Linked DNA regions of Anas platyrhynchos: region 2 is linked to region 1. Evidence: chromatin contacts called from public Hi-C data. All regions are on one chromosome and are shown on one strand. The core of a region is the stretch at or near the end of the contact, and the rest is flanking DNA. Distances in the headings are between cores, read along the strand shown.

Region 1 (7,186 bases), core at 1,411-3,910:
TACTGAGTTTGATTATTGCTTATACTCGGCTGAGGGAAGGCATTGTGGCAAAAGAGCCTGGCACAGATACGGGCATCGATGAAGACATGCATTGATAAGGTCAGGCTCCCCAGCATCATGCAGCCAGCATCCCCAGGGGGCTGCAGACACTTCTGCCAAACCAGAGGCTGCCATGCCGTGCCTTCAGCTTTTTTTACTCACTCAGGCACATTCCTCACGAACATAGACTGGGGAACACAATCTCCCAGTTTCCAGGCAGATCTTTAGTGTTCCCGTGCTATTCCATGAGGGTCTGATGAAGCTGGCAGTGGGGAGAATTGTTAGGCAGGATGGGTGCCTTCAGAACAAGGCCATCGGACAGAGATAGGAAGCCTTCTGTGAGGAGAGCAGCTCAGGGCTGTCAGCACCTGCCACTATGCTTGAGAGCCCAGAGCTGCTCATCCCAAGTATCGCAAAGGCATCACCTCCTCAGCCATATACAAATCTTTTGCCATCTCTGGAGGATGAGGTGACCTTCTCTGCCTCTAACTTGTACCATTGTCCCTGAGAAGTCCTGTTTTCCATCCAGGCACACACAGCAGTCTTAGCAATTTGTTCTCCTTAAAGCCAGGGTCTCTCTGTAAAACAGCATCTTTTCCCACATCTGTAGGCCTTGCAATCACTTTGAAATCTGAGCTGCACTTATGGTTCTGCTCCTTTCCTTTGTGCACGTATCAGTGTGAATGTGGGATTTCCATGCAACTTGAGACAGAGTGCTCCTTTGGTAACCACACTGATGTTCTGCCTGAACCCTGTAGGTTAGGATCCTGGGGCAGCCTCTTTCACCCAGCTGCAGTTTGCACAGCTCTCCCCTCTGCCATTTACCCTTTCATGCTCAAGAGGAGCATGAGTCCTCCAGTAAACATTTACCAGTTATCTCTAAAAACCTCTGCTGCCATGCCATCTATGAAAAGCTTTTGAAAAAGCAGTGTTTGTTATTCACAATGCCAATGATGTCTCCATGTTCCATGGGCCCTGGGTCTGCCTGCACTATAAAATGCCTGTGCAGGACCATCGCTGTGCCCTTCCTTTGCACAGTACCTGGAGGTGACAGCCCAGGATGAGTGACACTGTGTGAGTTCACAACTGAAGTGGTAAATGAATGCCCAGTCTAATGCAGGGGCAGGTACTTACTGGGACACTGGTAGGTGAAATCAAGAAATTCCTCTAAAAATCAAGTTATTCATCCAAATTGAGCCATTAGGACCCACACTGATGTGGCTGACTAGATTTACCGTCACGAGAACCTGCTTACTCACTAACTCTTCAGCCTCTGATACACTTCACTTTGAGAGCCTGCAAACATAAATCAGTTGGAAATAAAATTTAATTTACAACATCAAAAACAGTCACATTTGGAAACAGTCTAATTTCCTGACACTCAAAAGCACATCACATTATAATTTATCAACCATCACATTTTTAATGATGTCAGACATTTGTCATAAAATCACCATTAAATTGGTATCTAATGGCTTCTAATAAATGTCAAAATGAACTTGCAGATGCCTATTTGAAATATATTAGGAGCCATTAAACAGCAATTAAAAGGAAGTTTCACAAATAATATTTTATATTAGATAGGTCGCAGAGCCATGCCAAGGAAGGGACGGTGACATTTTGAGGAACCTCTGAAAACGCTGCCTCTTTTCACGTATTTCTGTAACAATGGAGCAAGTGCTTCCCCAGAGAGCAGCCCACGCTCTCCGGGCATCCGGAGCCCTTCCTGCAGCCAGGGCTCCAAGTGGGAGGTGATTGAGAAAGACGGGCACAGAGCTGGGCAGAGGGACAGCTGGAGGCCACCTGGTGCTGTAGTGCTTGTGCTCTGCACCCTGAATGTGCAGGTTACTGCTGATGCACAGAAAAGAGCTCTCACTGCTGGCACCACCCTCCCTGACATCCTTTTGGATTTCTCCAGTCCACATATTAACAAATCTCACCTTGTGTCGTTGGTGCAGTGTGGTATTGCCACATCCCAGGCTCTCCTGAAAGGGCGCTAAAGACCACCGTTAACTTCTGGCTCAAACCTTCGCAGTAGCAGCTGTGTGCTGAGAGCCACTTGTGGTTCATGAGTCCATGTTCCTCCTGCTCTGGAGATGTTTAAAAGGTGCACCTTCTCTGCACCCTAAGCACACGTGCACGTGTATATGTGTTTTCTATAAAATATAATCTCATTTAAATATGCCCAGGTACTGATGCCCTTTGTTTCTCTTGCAGCACAAAGCTTACTTTCACCTGCTGTACCTTGAAAATGACCGACAAGCATTTAACCTTCAAGCATCAGCAATCTCATAGCATTCATGTGCCCGTATCAGCCCAGTCACAACTCAGAAACGGTTAAAAAGAAGGACTTCATCCCAGCTTGCACCATTCCCTAGATAGACTCCTGTAAAAGAGCAGCTTGCTTGCTCCCTCTCTTTTCACTTCAGGCTGCACAGAGAGGAGAAGGGAGGCGTGGGGCTGGATCTAACCCTGCCAGGGCTCAGGGCAGCGCGGTGAGCATTGCCTAAGGTGGAGGACGAGGAGCCTGATGGCTGGGGACGGCACGTTCTGGTGTGGCTGGGGGAGCGAGCAGCAGGCCAGTGCGTTACACAAGTAGGTATCAGCAGCCAGTAATAGACCCGTTGTGTCAGTACACAAATATGTTGTTACGCTCCACCTTCCGTCCTATTTGTTTCTCACAGTACTATGGCTACTCTCCTCGCCCATTTACGCAGCTCAAAACTGGTCCTGAGTCAGAAGAGCGAGAAAAAAAATCCCCTTACCTCCACCCATCCCATCACCTGCTCCTGAAAGGACCTGTTTATACAACTGTAGAGAAGGGTGTGTGTTTGCATATTAAATGGGATCGAGAAAATATGTAACATATGTTGCAAACAGAACTAATGTCTAAACACACATGTAAACCTGGGCTAACGGGTCCTGCCAAAATATTTTAACCATCTGTTTTTACTTAGCTGTTTTTGAACAAATTATGTTTATTATGTTAATTTATTTTACTGTCAACAACACCAAATGACAGAGTTGCCTCTAAACAACATCATTATATATCACATTCTGCCATAATACCGGCAGGTTTTTTTAATGCGACAGGAATAAATGCATATTAAAATGTCAATTTGTTTAAAATCGCATTCAGGATGGTAAATACATCTGCACAAATCCATCGTGTTCCAACATACACTGTTTGCACAGAGACTACCTAAAGATAAGGCACTTGGAGGAAGACGCAGGAGCGCAGAGATCCTGCCTGGACGCCTGGTTCAACCTTGAGGCTGATGCCAAGGAGGGAGGGAGTGAGCAAAAGGGAGGTGTGCCACATTTTAAGAAGTTGTGAGAAGCTTCCTGGAAGCCTGTCCTCATTTGCAGCATCCCGGAGAGCTCCCTCAGACAAAATAAAACTGAAATTGAGGTCAAGCATCCCAGGACCACATCCTGTCCCCCAGCATACCCTGTTTGTGTCCAGGTAGGAACCTCTGCATCTGGAAGACAGCGAGGGCTGCTCTGGAGGCCCCAACACCCTCGCAAAGATCCCCCAGCGATTATGTTGCATGGTGTTGTGGTGGTGTCACCCTGACAGGCAGCTGAACTCCACCACACTGCTCCCTCGCTCCCCCTCTTCAAAGGAAGAGGGGGGAGAAAATACAATGGAAAGGGCTCAAGGGTTGAGGTAAGGACCAGGAGATCACTCACCAGTTACTGTCATGGGCAAAACAGATGCAGCATAGGGGGATTAATATAATTTATTGCCTATCACTAGCACACTAGACCAGTGAGAACTAAAAGCAAACTAGAAACATCTCCCCCCCCCATACACCCTCTTTCACCTCCATCCTGAACTGAGCCTGTGGGGGCTGCCCATAGGCAGCAGCTCCTCAAGCACTGCTCCCACACGGCTCCGTCCCATGGGGTCCATCCCCCAGGAGCAAACTGCTCCAGCACGGGGCCCCCACGGGCAGCAGCTCCCCCCAGACCCCCTGCTCCTGCCTGGGCTCCTCTCCACGGGCTGCAGCTCCGGCCCGGGGCCTGCTCCTGCGGGGGCTCTCCATGGGCCGCAGCCTCCTCCAGGCCACATCCACCTGCTCCACCGGGGGCTCCTCCACCCATGGGGGGGCTGCAGCGTGGAGATCTGCTCCATGTGGGACCCAAGGGCTGCAGGGGGACAGCCTGCTCCACCAGGGGCCTCTCCACAGGCCGCAGGGGAACTGCTGCTGAGTGCCTGGAGCACCTCCTGACCTCCTTCTGCACTCACCTTGGGGGCTGCAGGGCTGGTGCTCACTCCTCTCTCCTAGCTGCTGTTGTGCAGCATTTTTTATTTTTTTTTTTCCATTTTTTAGACCTGCTCTCCCAGAGGCCCACCCAGCATCGCTCCCTGGCTCGGCTCTGGCCAGCAGCAGCTCCCTTTTGAAGCCGTCTGGAGCTGGCTCTGCTCTGACACGGGGCAGCTGCTGGGCTCTGCTCACAGAGGCCACCCCTGCAGCCCCCTTACACTACCAAAACCTTGCCACATAAACCCAATACAAGTATCTTCTGGATCATCTCCTTTCTTTTGCTCAAATAATTATCCGCTCAGAAGCAGATCCTGCTTCAGCAGGATGTTTTGCTGACCCCTCAAAGAGAGGTCTCTTCTCTGGAGCGCAACGATCAGCCAGCGGCTTCTCACCCTCCCAGCTGACCCTCTTCACTGTCCACAAGTGCTGCCTGGACAAAATCATTCCTCTCTCCAATTCCAAAGCCAGTACCTGTTCTCCTAAATCCAAGTCTGCTCCTTCAATCCCTTTCCCTTTTAGACAGATGCTCACACCTTCCCTAACAAAACTAACCTTTTCTCCACATAACCGATACTAAAAACCTGCCTTTTTCTTCCACATAGGCGGTATAATTTTACCCTCCAGACATATTTTTCTTTTGGTACCGTGCATGGGGTGTCACAGGATGCTTTGAATCGCCCTTTTCCCTGCTCAAGGCCACATTCACAGGGCTGACCATCCCTCACACAGTAAAGGAACCCTGCTTCTTCCAGCCCTGTGCCTGCACATGCATTTACACCACACCACAGCGGGTCAGAGAGGTGGCCAGAAAAAAAAACAGCCTACCTCAATTCATCCTTTGAAGGAGTGGGAATGTAGGCTATGCCCTGTGCAACTGGAAGCAGAGAGTCTGATGTGCTCTGGAAGACAGAAAAAAGTGAGAAGTGGGGAACCCTCTTTTTTTTTCAGTCAAAAAACAGACAGAAGACAGACTGTCCCACGTAAATATTCCTCCTCCAGAGGAATATCTTCAGATACCCTGAAGGACTGGAACGGAACAGGATGAAAGATAAGCAAGTGGAAAAGTTTGAGAGAAGATCACAAGGGCAGGGAGTGCTCTGTGGCCTTCATGAAGCACTGTGTTTCTATCAGTCTGCTCAGGTAGCTGAAGGCACTCCTGACATATAAGCCAGTGACAAGGTGATATATTACAGGATATGGTACAACATAAAATGCAATCAGGCCACGGTCCTGCAAAAATTCATGGGCTTGTGTAACGATGCACATGAACGGTCCTGCCGAGACCCCAGGATTGCTCCAGTGCAGATGGTGGAATGCTTGCATAAAGCAAGCAGAGGTATGGTCAACGAGGAGCTCTCAAGCCCTGAGAAATCCTAAAATAGCCTAACACTGCCTCTAATATTGAATCAATTAGCTGAGAAATAACCAGTAAGGAAATCCGATATTGCTTTCTGGGGATTAGGCAGCAGGCATTTTGGGACAAGATTTTGTTTAAGACAAGGAACAGGCTCCTTTTGATTAACCTCAGTCTTTTGAAAGGTATAGTGAAGAAATACTGTGCACATAAATATTTTGATATCTCACTAACAAATACTATAAGCCATGCCACCTTTGTTTAAACCTCCTTCCCCAACAAGACCAGGGCTGTTCACGCAGAATTGTAAAGAAATCAGTGTTTATAGTGTCCATTATAGCACCAGACTTTGTCAAGTGTGGTGATACGTGAGAGGCAGTGCCACACGGTGTACAGTTTGGGGGAATTCTCCCTCCCCTCTCTAAATTCTGGTTTTACGAAGAGAAAGGTTACAAGGTTTATATTTCAGGAGTTGAAGTCCTGAGAAAATAAACCTCAGTCCAAGTACTTGTCCAGCCTACAACAGATATTCCATAAAATGTATGGGCTGATTTCACGCATATGGCTGCTCATTTTACAAGGGGATGATTAAGATGGTCATGGTTATGTTGGCTTTTAGTCCAAAAATGCCTCAGCTGCTCTGGATTCATTTAAAATAATAATGTACCTCTGTGTGCAAAAAGCAAGCAGCCAGCACTCCTCTGCTCTTGCAGACCTGCAGATCCAGCTCTTTGCTTCTGACAGTGTTTCCAGCATGGTTCATTAGACACTATTTGCTCCAGCCGTCCATCTCGTTCTCCTCTCAGCCTGCCATCTCCCTCTTCTCTGGCACCAAAGAGACTCTCAGAGCAGGCAGAGCTGCCTTCGGGAAGAGATGAGCTCTTACTGCAGTGTGCCAGCTTCCACCCCCTGCATGAGTCCCAGTCCCTCCACCCAGCCAGAGCGCACCCAGCTCGGATGAGCAACTTATTGAAAAGCAATGGGGGTGCAGTTCAAAAGTACCCCCCAAAAATCAAACAAACAAACAGTAATAATAATAATAAAACATTTCAGCTCTTTGCACCCCAACCCAAAAGAGAAACATGCTGGCACCGTAAGATTAAGAAGCCTTTCACCCCGTGCTTGTCCCCCCAGGGAGGAGAAGCCTTTTGCAGCATGCTCTGGGTTGTGCAGCATTGCAGGGTTTGATTCCTGGCACTGCCTGTCCCCAGGAGTCACGCAGAGAGTGATTAAAAGAGCAGACTATGAGTCAAAAAGAGCAACCACCTTTTCCTATTTCAATCTGATCTGGTCGTCTCGGGCTCCTCATGCACGCTCTATTCGATACTTCCTGCTCCACAAGTTCTTCTGGCTGCAGCTGCCCCAGCATCCTCTCCCCTCGCCCTCCTCCACAGCTTGTCCTGCTCTCGGTTTATCTCTTCGCTGTAAAAAGGAAAGGCATTTATTGCTTCATTCACTTTAAGCGATTATCGTGTAACAGAAATAAACTGCTTGTTCCTATATAATCATAGATCACTTTGCA
Region 2 (7,186 bases), core at 1,176-3,675, 330 kb after region 1:
TTGAAGTTTTCATTCCTGGTGATCCTTGCAGCTGAGCTGGGACAGGGAGGAGCAGTATCCAACCTCTGAGAGGTTTCTACTGACAAAGCATTTGGGCAACACTTGGAGAGTGTCTATTTGGGGGAAAGCACTTATTGTCACAGCTCTTTTGACATAATTTTATTTCATCAGTTACCATGCAGTTCTGAGCACCAAATCCAGGAGCTCCTGGGAAGCTCCCTTTTTGCCCTGCATGGCCCTATGTGGGTCACAGCTGTGACAGGCACCGTGCTGGGATCCTTCCAAAAGGGGAGCAGGGCTCTCCAGCACCCTGACCCCCTGCAGTCAGCAGCCTTTTTCAAGGGATAATGCGAGTTGAAATGTCCCACTAATGCCATGTAGCACTGCTACAGCCCTGGGGGCTGAGGCTTGCTGGCCGTGCAAGGCCGAGATGTGAGCAATGCAGCTTTCTCCACCTGAGTCTGAAGGCTGAGAGAGAAGGATTTTAATAGGTAGAGGCTCTCCAGATGGCTCTCCAGTGTAATCAGAGCTCACAGCCAGAGTTATTTGGGCTGACTGCGGTGATGGTGCGGATGTGGTCAGTGCTTCAGCCTCCAGCCAGGAAGCTCACGCGCACAGAGGCATTCAGCTCAGCACCGGCGTGACTGCAGCCACCCCTTGCTTAGCACCAAACCCTGCTGCATCTTCAGCTGGGTCCTGCAGCTCTGGATGCAGAGTGGTGTTTGTACAGGGGATGCTGCCGAGTGGGTCTGCGTGTCACGTCCCACATGAGCCCTGAGCAGTCGGCAGCAAAGAGAGGGATCAACCCCCAGGCTGGATTTGTAGATGCTCGGATCTGTTCACAGCCTTCTGGCAGAGTCCACACGCGTTGGAGCCACAGCTGCACCCTGAGCAGGGCTCCTGTCTGAGAAGCCACCTGCTGAGAAGCTGCTCACGTTGTCATAAGTGTGCACAGGGTTCAGTTTGTGAGATCTGTGTGTGACTGTCTGCGGGGAAGAGGAGAGGGCCCGAGGTCAGCCTTTGTGCAGAAAGGAAGATGCTGAAGAAAGCCCATGCTGCGTGTGCAGCTTCTCACCACCTCTGCTCGTACATTCCTGAAAGCTGACACCACCAGTCATTTTTTGTTTTGTTCCAAGGTGCTCATACTTCAGATGGCGGCATCTTGACATCCCCATCCATTATGTGAACGGATTGCGGAAATAACTCGGCTCTGCCTCTCCCTGTGATATTAATCCCCAGCGGCTGCCTGTAGCACAGAGCCTGCCTGCCTCTGCCTCGGGCACCAGGCACCCCTGAGCTCCCCAGCCCCTGCCGTGCTCGGCTGTGAGGACGGCAGAGGAGCATTTCCAAAATCTGGCTTTCCTGCAAAATTGGAATCCAAGTTGGCACATCAGAGCTTTCCTCCTTGCTGAGCAGCCACAGGTGCTTGTGGTGAAATATAAGGCCTTTAACAAGAGCATTGTGATAATATAATATCACATTATGGGAGCCAGGCGGGCTTCATTAAGCAATGGCTGAAAATTGTACAATTGAGAAAGGAGCCAGCAAATTAAGATCCACAGCTCTTGTGCGTAGAGCAAAACATCATTAGCTTTGAGGTGGGGGACGACGTTACCTTCTACACCCTGTTGACTTTCAGTGCTTGTGTTCTTAATGCGCACACAGCAAGCTGGTTCAGGAAATGCAAACTGTGGTAATTGCTCCAAATCTCGGCTCATCATTCCTGGGAACAGATGTCACCGGGGAAGGGACCTGCGGAAGGAGGAGGGGAGGAGTGATGGGAAGGCCTGGAGAGAAGAGAAGAAAATCAGGGTACTTTCACATTAGTGAAATGGGATACCCATCTGGACACACAGAGAGGGCTGGCAGCACGCAGTTACTGCACAGGATCTGGCCATGACATCCTGTACTTGTTTTTACCAGTGGGCACTTGTGTGATCAGCAGCATTTAGGAGAAAGCACGTCAGATGGGGGATGCATCAAAGGCTGAAAAACAAAACCTTCCTTTGCTTAAACACTGCTGGAGCTTAAACACTTGCCTGGCTGTAAAAAGCAAAGTTGATTCATTCTCTTCTTTTTTTTTTTTCTTTCTTTCTTTGGGGAGGGGGAGGGAGAAGAAGGGAGGAAGACCTGAAGTGGAAAAACAACCCCCCCAAAAAAAGAAGCAGCTGTGGAGCCGCATGTGTGAATGCTGCAGAGGAAAGCAAAGACGCACTGACAAAACAAGCCAGGAATGCTGGGGCCCGAGCTCTGAAACACATACGGTTTATGTTGTTCTTACCACAAACCAAAAATATGTTCCCATTCGAAATGGTCGAATCCACAGCTGTTTTAAAATCCCTTGGTACTTCTGAGACAAATGATCCAAGTCAGACTGTGCTAACAGGGTCAGTTTGAGAGCCAAGCGAGAGCTGTGACTGATGCAGAATCACTGCAGCTCCATCCCTTTCCACATCAATCATTGCCCAATGAAAATCCTGTGGGGCTGTCGGACTCTCTTACAATATTGTTTACATTAGGAGATGATGTAAAGCTCCTCCAGCAAAACTGTACTGCTCGATGATGATCCCCACTAACAACAAGCGGGCTTAAGTTGCAGCTGCAGGACAGCACAGAGAGATGCAGGAACATACCCCCAAATTTACATCTACAAAAGCAGTCATTAATGTTTCATAAAATACACCCATTGATTCATCTCTGCAGGCAAATTCTCTCCCTTTAAACTGATGATTATAAAGCACCTTGGGGCGACTCTACATCCTAGGCACTCTATAGAGTAGCTGCACTGATATTGTCATAAAAGCCGAAATGGCTTTAATACATTTCCTCACAATAGCAGTTTTAATTCACTCTGAGAGGGCTGGCTGTCAGGAAAATAATATTTTTCTCAGATTCACACCTGAGGTCAAAACCTTGCCCTCCACGCCAGAGCTAATAAATCACACTTCTTTTTTTTCCTGCTCCCTTTGAATCACTAGGACGGTGTCTTGCGGAAAGACAAAAAGGGGTCTTTGAGGGAGAGCGGCACGGAGGGGGAGGGCCGTGGAAAAGGCCCCGGCGACGTACTGTAATCACGTATGGGGAAGGGAAGGCTCACAGCTGTTCCCGGCCTTGAAAAGAAAGCCTTGGCACCTGTTTAATCTTGACTGAAAGGTCTCAAGTTATGGCCTTTATGCTCTAATACACCCCCATTAAATATTTGCATATTAAACATACAGGAAAGAAGCGCTGCCTCAAGTGACGGGGAGCGAGCAGCATGGCAGCCTCCCTCACTCTCCAAGTGTGCCTCTCCTCAGGCCCTCCTTTTCCCTCTTGGGTGCTTTTTCCAGGCACGAATCCCCCAAGCACACTCTGTCTGGAGGTGTCTGAGCCCAGAAGCAATGGTTCCAGTGGGATTTTTTAGCTTGGCTTCCCTGGCACCAGCCTCCCTCCTCAGTGAAGCCTGAAATCCAGAAGCGTTTCCTTCTACTTGTAGCCCCAGCCTGTATCCCCCCAAGACCTCACAGGTCCTGCTGCAACCGGACCCAGGCAAAAATGTTTTCTCTGCTGCTCATCAAGACGCCAGGATGCTCACAGCATCCGCTGCCATGAGCCCATCACCTGGGAGAGCAGTAGCTGCTGAACCGCTCCTGCTTCTCCACTCGTTTTGGGCCATTCCTCTCCACCTCCCACCTTACAAGCCACCAAAGTGCCCTGCACAGGCTGGGACACCGGTGCCATGCCTGCTATCCCCCCGGGGAGCTGCTGCCTGGCTGGGAAGTTGTGGGAAGCTCTCACAGTGTCGGGAGCATTTGTACCGAGGTGCCTGAGGCTGCTCCATCCTCCAGACGGAGCTGCTGGAGATGAATGCTCTGCTTCATGGCACCACAGCGCTCCGGTCCTGGGGACAACAGGAAACGTGGTCACATGAGCCATTCGGCCACACACATTTGGCAGATTCAGCTTAAAACCAGGCCTTACATGTGGTTTTAGAGGTAGCCGATGACTGGGTTGATACTCTGTTGACACGGTCTGTTTTTAGATGTGGTTTCGAGCGCAGGCCTCACAAGTGCTCCTGTCCTGACAGACGGCTTTTCATCTGGGGAGGAGCAGCAGGAGGAGCTCCCTCAGCTCATGAGCTGGAGCTGGACCAGCATCAGAAGAAGATTTGCGCACAGGCGTCTCTGCAAAGGGTGTGAGCACTTTTATGGGGCCTTCAGGCTCTGCAGCTGTCATGTGAATTGCAACCTTAGCCCTGGATGGTTCAAGAGAAGGGTTTACAAGCTGCTGGTGTCTCTGCCGTGCCTGGCGTCCATGCCAGACGGTTCCAGAACAGTCCTGGATACTCAACAGCAGCAGTTCCCTGCCTCCCCGTCCTCTTTCAGAGACCACCACACATCAGCAAGGTCTCACCACATCTCCTGTCACTTGCCACCGAGGAGAGGGGTGGGTCTGGAGGTCTCCTCCCCAGGATATCACAGCAGGAAGAGATGGAGGCTCCCTTCCCGGGCCTGGACAGAAGATGTGGGTACACGAGAAGGCCTCTCTTGGTAGCTTGTTTCTCCGGCCTCGATGTATCTGTGTGTTTAGCGTTCCTACACCACAGTGTCCTTACGAGCAGTGTCAAAGAAAGGCGCCTCGTGCTGGGCAAGGGAGGTGAAAGCCCGATGCTGCCTGATTTCTAGGGCTGTGCCCTCCACCGCTGCAAACCGGCCCCTCCAAATGCTCTGCTGCCCACACAAAGGAGCTTTATGCTGATGGGTGACGCAGCCACACAAAGAGGGCTGTTGTATTGACAAGCTCCTTCGGCACAATAAAAGTCTCTCCCATCAGCCATATGCAGTCCCAAGGCAAGGCTTGCATACTGTAGAGGGCATTACATGATCCCTCTGCACAGAGATACATTCAGCTCAAACAGTGTTATTTTTGTCTTATTTTTTAATGACTGTTGGGGGGGTGGGGTAGACGTAGACAATGGCAGGGAAAGTGAGCACGAGCCCTGCAGATATTTTATGTCTTTTCACTTACAAACATGGAGAGAAAAAAAAAAATCACTGAGGCCCTGATGTGCCTAATTGCCCAGCAGTGGCAGAAAGCGAGTTGGCAGCGTCTGCTCAACCTGCACAGGCTGGTGCTTCACCTCACCATATGTCTGCTCAGCCACTCATGACTCACCCGAACAGGCCACATGGCGGCTTGGACACTCCATAAGGGCTGTGCATGCTGTTCTGGAGGAGCAGTCAGAAATAATTCCAAATGTTCAGCGTTCCTGTCCTTGCTGGAAACTAGAACTGGGCTATTATGATGCTTTTCTATTCCTTGCTTCATTATAAGCATTACAGATGTTGGGAATGTCACCCTGCCCTCTTACCAGTCACAACTAAGCAAGCTGTTTATTTACAATGACCAACTAGATTGGCATTTCCTATTGCTCTCTGCTGACTGGATTATCTTTCAGCCTCAAAACATCTGCAGCCACATATTAGCTGGTCAGAAATGCCCTCTCTGTCAGGCGTTATTGCTAAATTACCCTGAGCTGGAATGGTCATGGGCTGTCAGAGGTCTGCAAGGTTCAGCTATCACTGCCACTCAGCTGCAGGAGGATTTTCTGGAACAACACAGCCTGCAGATCCCTGCATCCAGCTGGCTCCTGCCCTCATTCCACCAGCAGAAGACAGTGCTGCTGGGTGTTACAACAGTTCCCCCTCCACCAAACTGACATATTTCAGCATCATGCTCAGCAGCACTCAGAGATCACAGCTCCGAGCACAGAAGTACATCTTTACCAGGTTATATGTATTTCCACAGCCTGTGAAGAGCTCTCAGCTTCTTGGTTCTTGCTGCTGAGGGAAGAAGAATGCCTTCAAAATTTTTTGTTGTTAGTGTGTCATTTATTAGTATATCACAATTAGATGTGCAAGGGTGGTGAAAGGTATTTCTGCCTGAAGTAGTGCTAGCAGTGGCAAGGGTTAATAAGTGCCTTGGTGTGAGCATTGCATACATTTATCCCTCTTGGCACTTAGCCTCCTAGCAGCAAAAAGTTGACAAGTGCTTTTCTGTAAATCTGCTGTCCTGTTAGGGGCTCAGTCAGGCAAAAATCTCCATTCCTTTTCTTAAGGCAGTGAAACAAAACAACTTTGCAGGGCAATAAGACTGCAGGTACAATCTTAGACATGTATGTTATTCACTGCAGGCTCACCGTTTTTTCTCCTGATACATTTTTATACCCCATGATTGTCAGATACATGAGCCCCTCTTCTGAATCAAGTGCAGCACGGAGCAGTCCCCAGGGGCAGTGGAAGGGGCACGGCAGCCAGCACCACCGCTCTCTACCACCTCAGTGAGTACTGGGAAGAACTTGATCCTTACTGGATCCCCGTCCCTCCCAGCAGCTGCAGGCAGCACGCTCCAGTGCCTGAGACGCAGATGGAAATATTTTCCTCACAAGCACTTTGCAAACAAGCACGCAGTGGCCAGGCAGCCTCTCCCAGCACCCGTGAGGGGCCACATGAACCCCCTCCGTGTGTCTGACCAGGAGGGAGCCAGGCAAGGGCTGCTGACACCAATCCTTGCCCACCAGCAGAGGAGAGAGGAGCCTCCCAGGAACAGCAGGTGGCAGAGGTTGCGCTGTCACCAGGCAGCCCAAATCCTCCACGAAATGGCTACCAGCAGAGGAAAAGTCAGCGCTGCAGCTGTCTGCAGAGCTTTGGGTCCACCCCTACCTCTCAGTTTGGCGTTTCAGCCTCCCTTCTTCTTTAATCCTCTCACAGCTATCTGCTGTAGTGCAAGAGTAGCCCTGACTGAGCTGCATTTTTTTTTTTCTTAATCTTTTCAGGCTGCCAAAATCCAAGCTGTCAAATACAGGTTAGCAGACTGAAAACGCAGATGTCCATTCTTGACTGAGTTTTCCACGTGGGCTGGATGTGTTCAGAACAGCTTTTAAGGTCAAAGCACCCATCCCTTTCACCATGCCCATCCTCCTTGGCAGCCAGTCGCTCATTGCCTGCCGTGTTCACTGCACTCCTCTGCAAGCATCGTTGTTCACGCTCACTAGTTTCATGCAGTTCTGGCACACGGCATACATGGCTACAATTGATTAGGGCCACAAGCAAGGGCTTCGTGACACACATCCCTTGTGTAACATAGTGCACAGGGATCAAAAACTTCCCAGCTGAAGTGCTTGAGACTAACCTAAGGCAGGCGAATT

Evidence for each region. A called contact is a pair of places that touch in the nucleus more often than the background predicts.
Region 2: a Hi-C map of skeletal muscle shows a contact between it and region 1, with 2.3 times the contacts expected there. The contact joins two enhancer-like sites. A contact is called at or near these places in 2 of 8 Hi-C or Micro-C datasets (skeletal muscle and subcutaneous adipose tissue).

The regions. Positions count from the first base shown.
Region 1 is chr2:143,924,476-143,931,661 of IASCAAS_PekinDuck_T2T, forward strand. LOC101789559 (a long non-coding RNA gene) reads right to left here. Exons shown (of 6, transcript XR_005263524.2): 3 at 6,931-7,086; 4 at 6,332-6,526; 5 at 5,136-5,209. Among named protein-coding and RNA genes, the nearest start is that of ZNF438, 81 kb to the right of the region's middle. Within about 2 kb of position 2,661, at least 2 of the 8 cell types and tissues checked have an H3K27ac peak or open chromatin away from gene starts, as enhancers often do. A contact at or near this core is called in subcutaneous adipose tissue, where this site is marked.
Region 2 is chr2:144,253,321-144,260,506 of IASCAAS_PekinDuck_T2T, forward strand. No RefSeq gene overlaps it. Among named protein-coding and RNA genes, the nearest start is that of ARHGAP12, 110 kb to the right of the region's middle. Within about 2 kb of position 2,426, at least 3 of the 8 cell types and tissues checked have an H3K27ac peak or open chromatin away from gene starts, as enhancers often do. A contact at or near this core is called in subcutaneous adipose tissue, where this site is marked.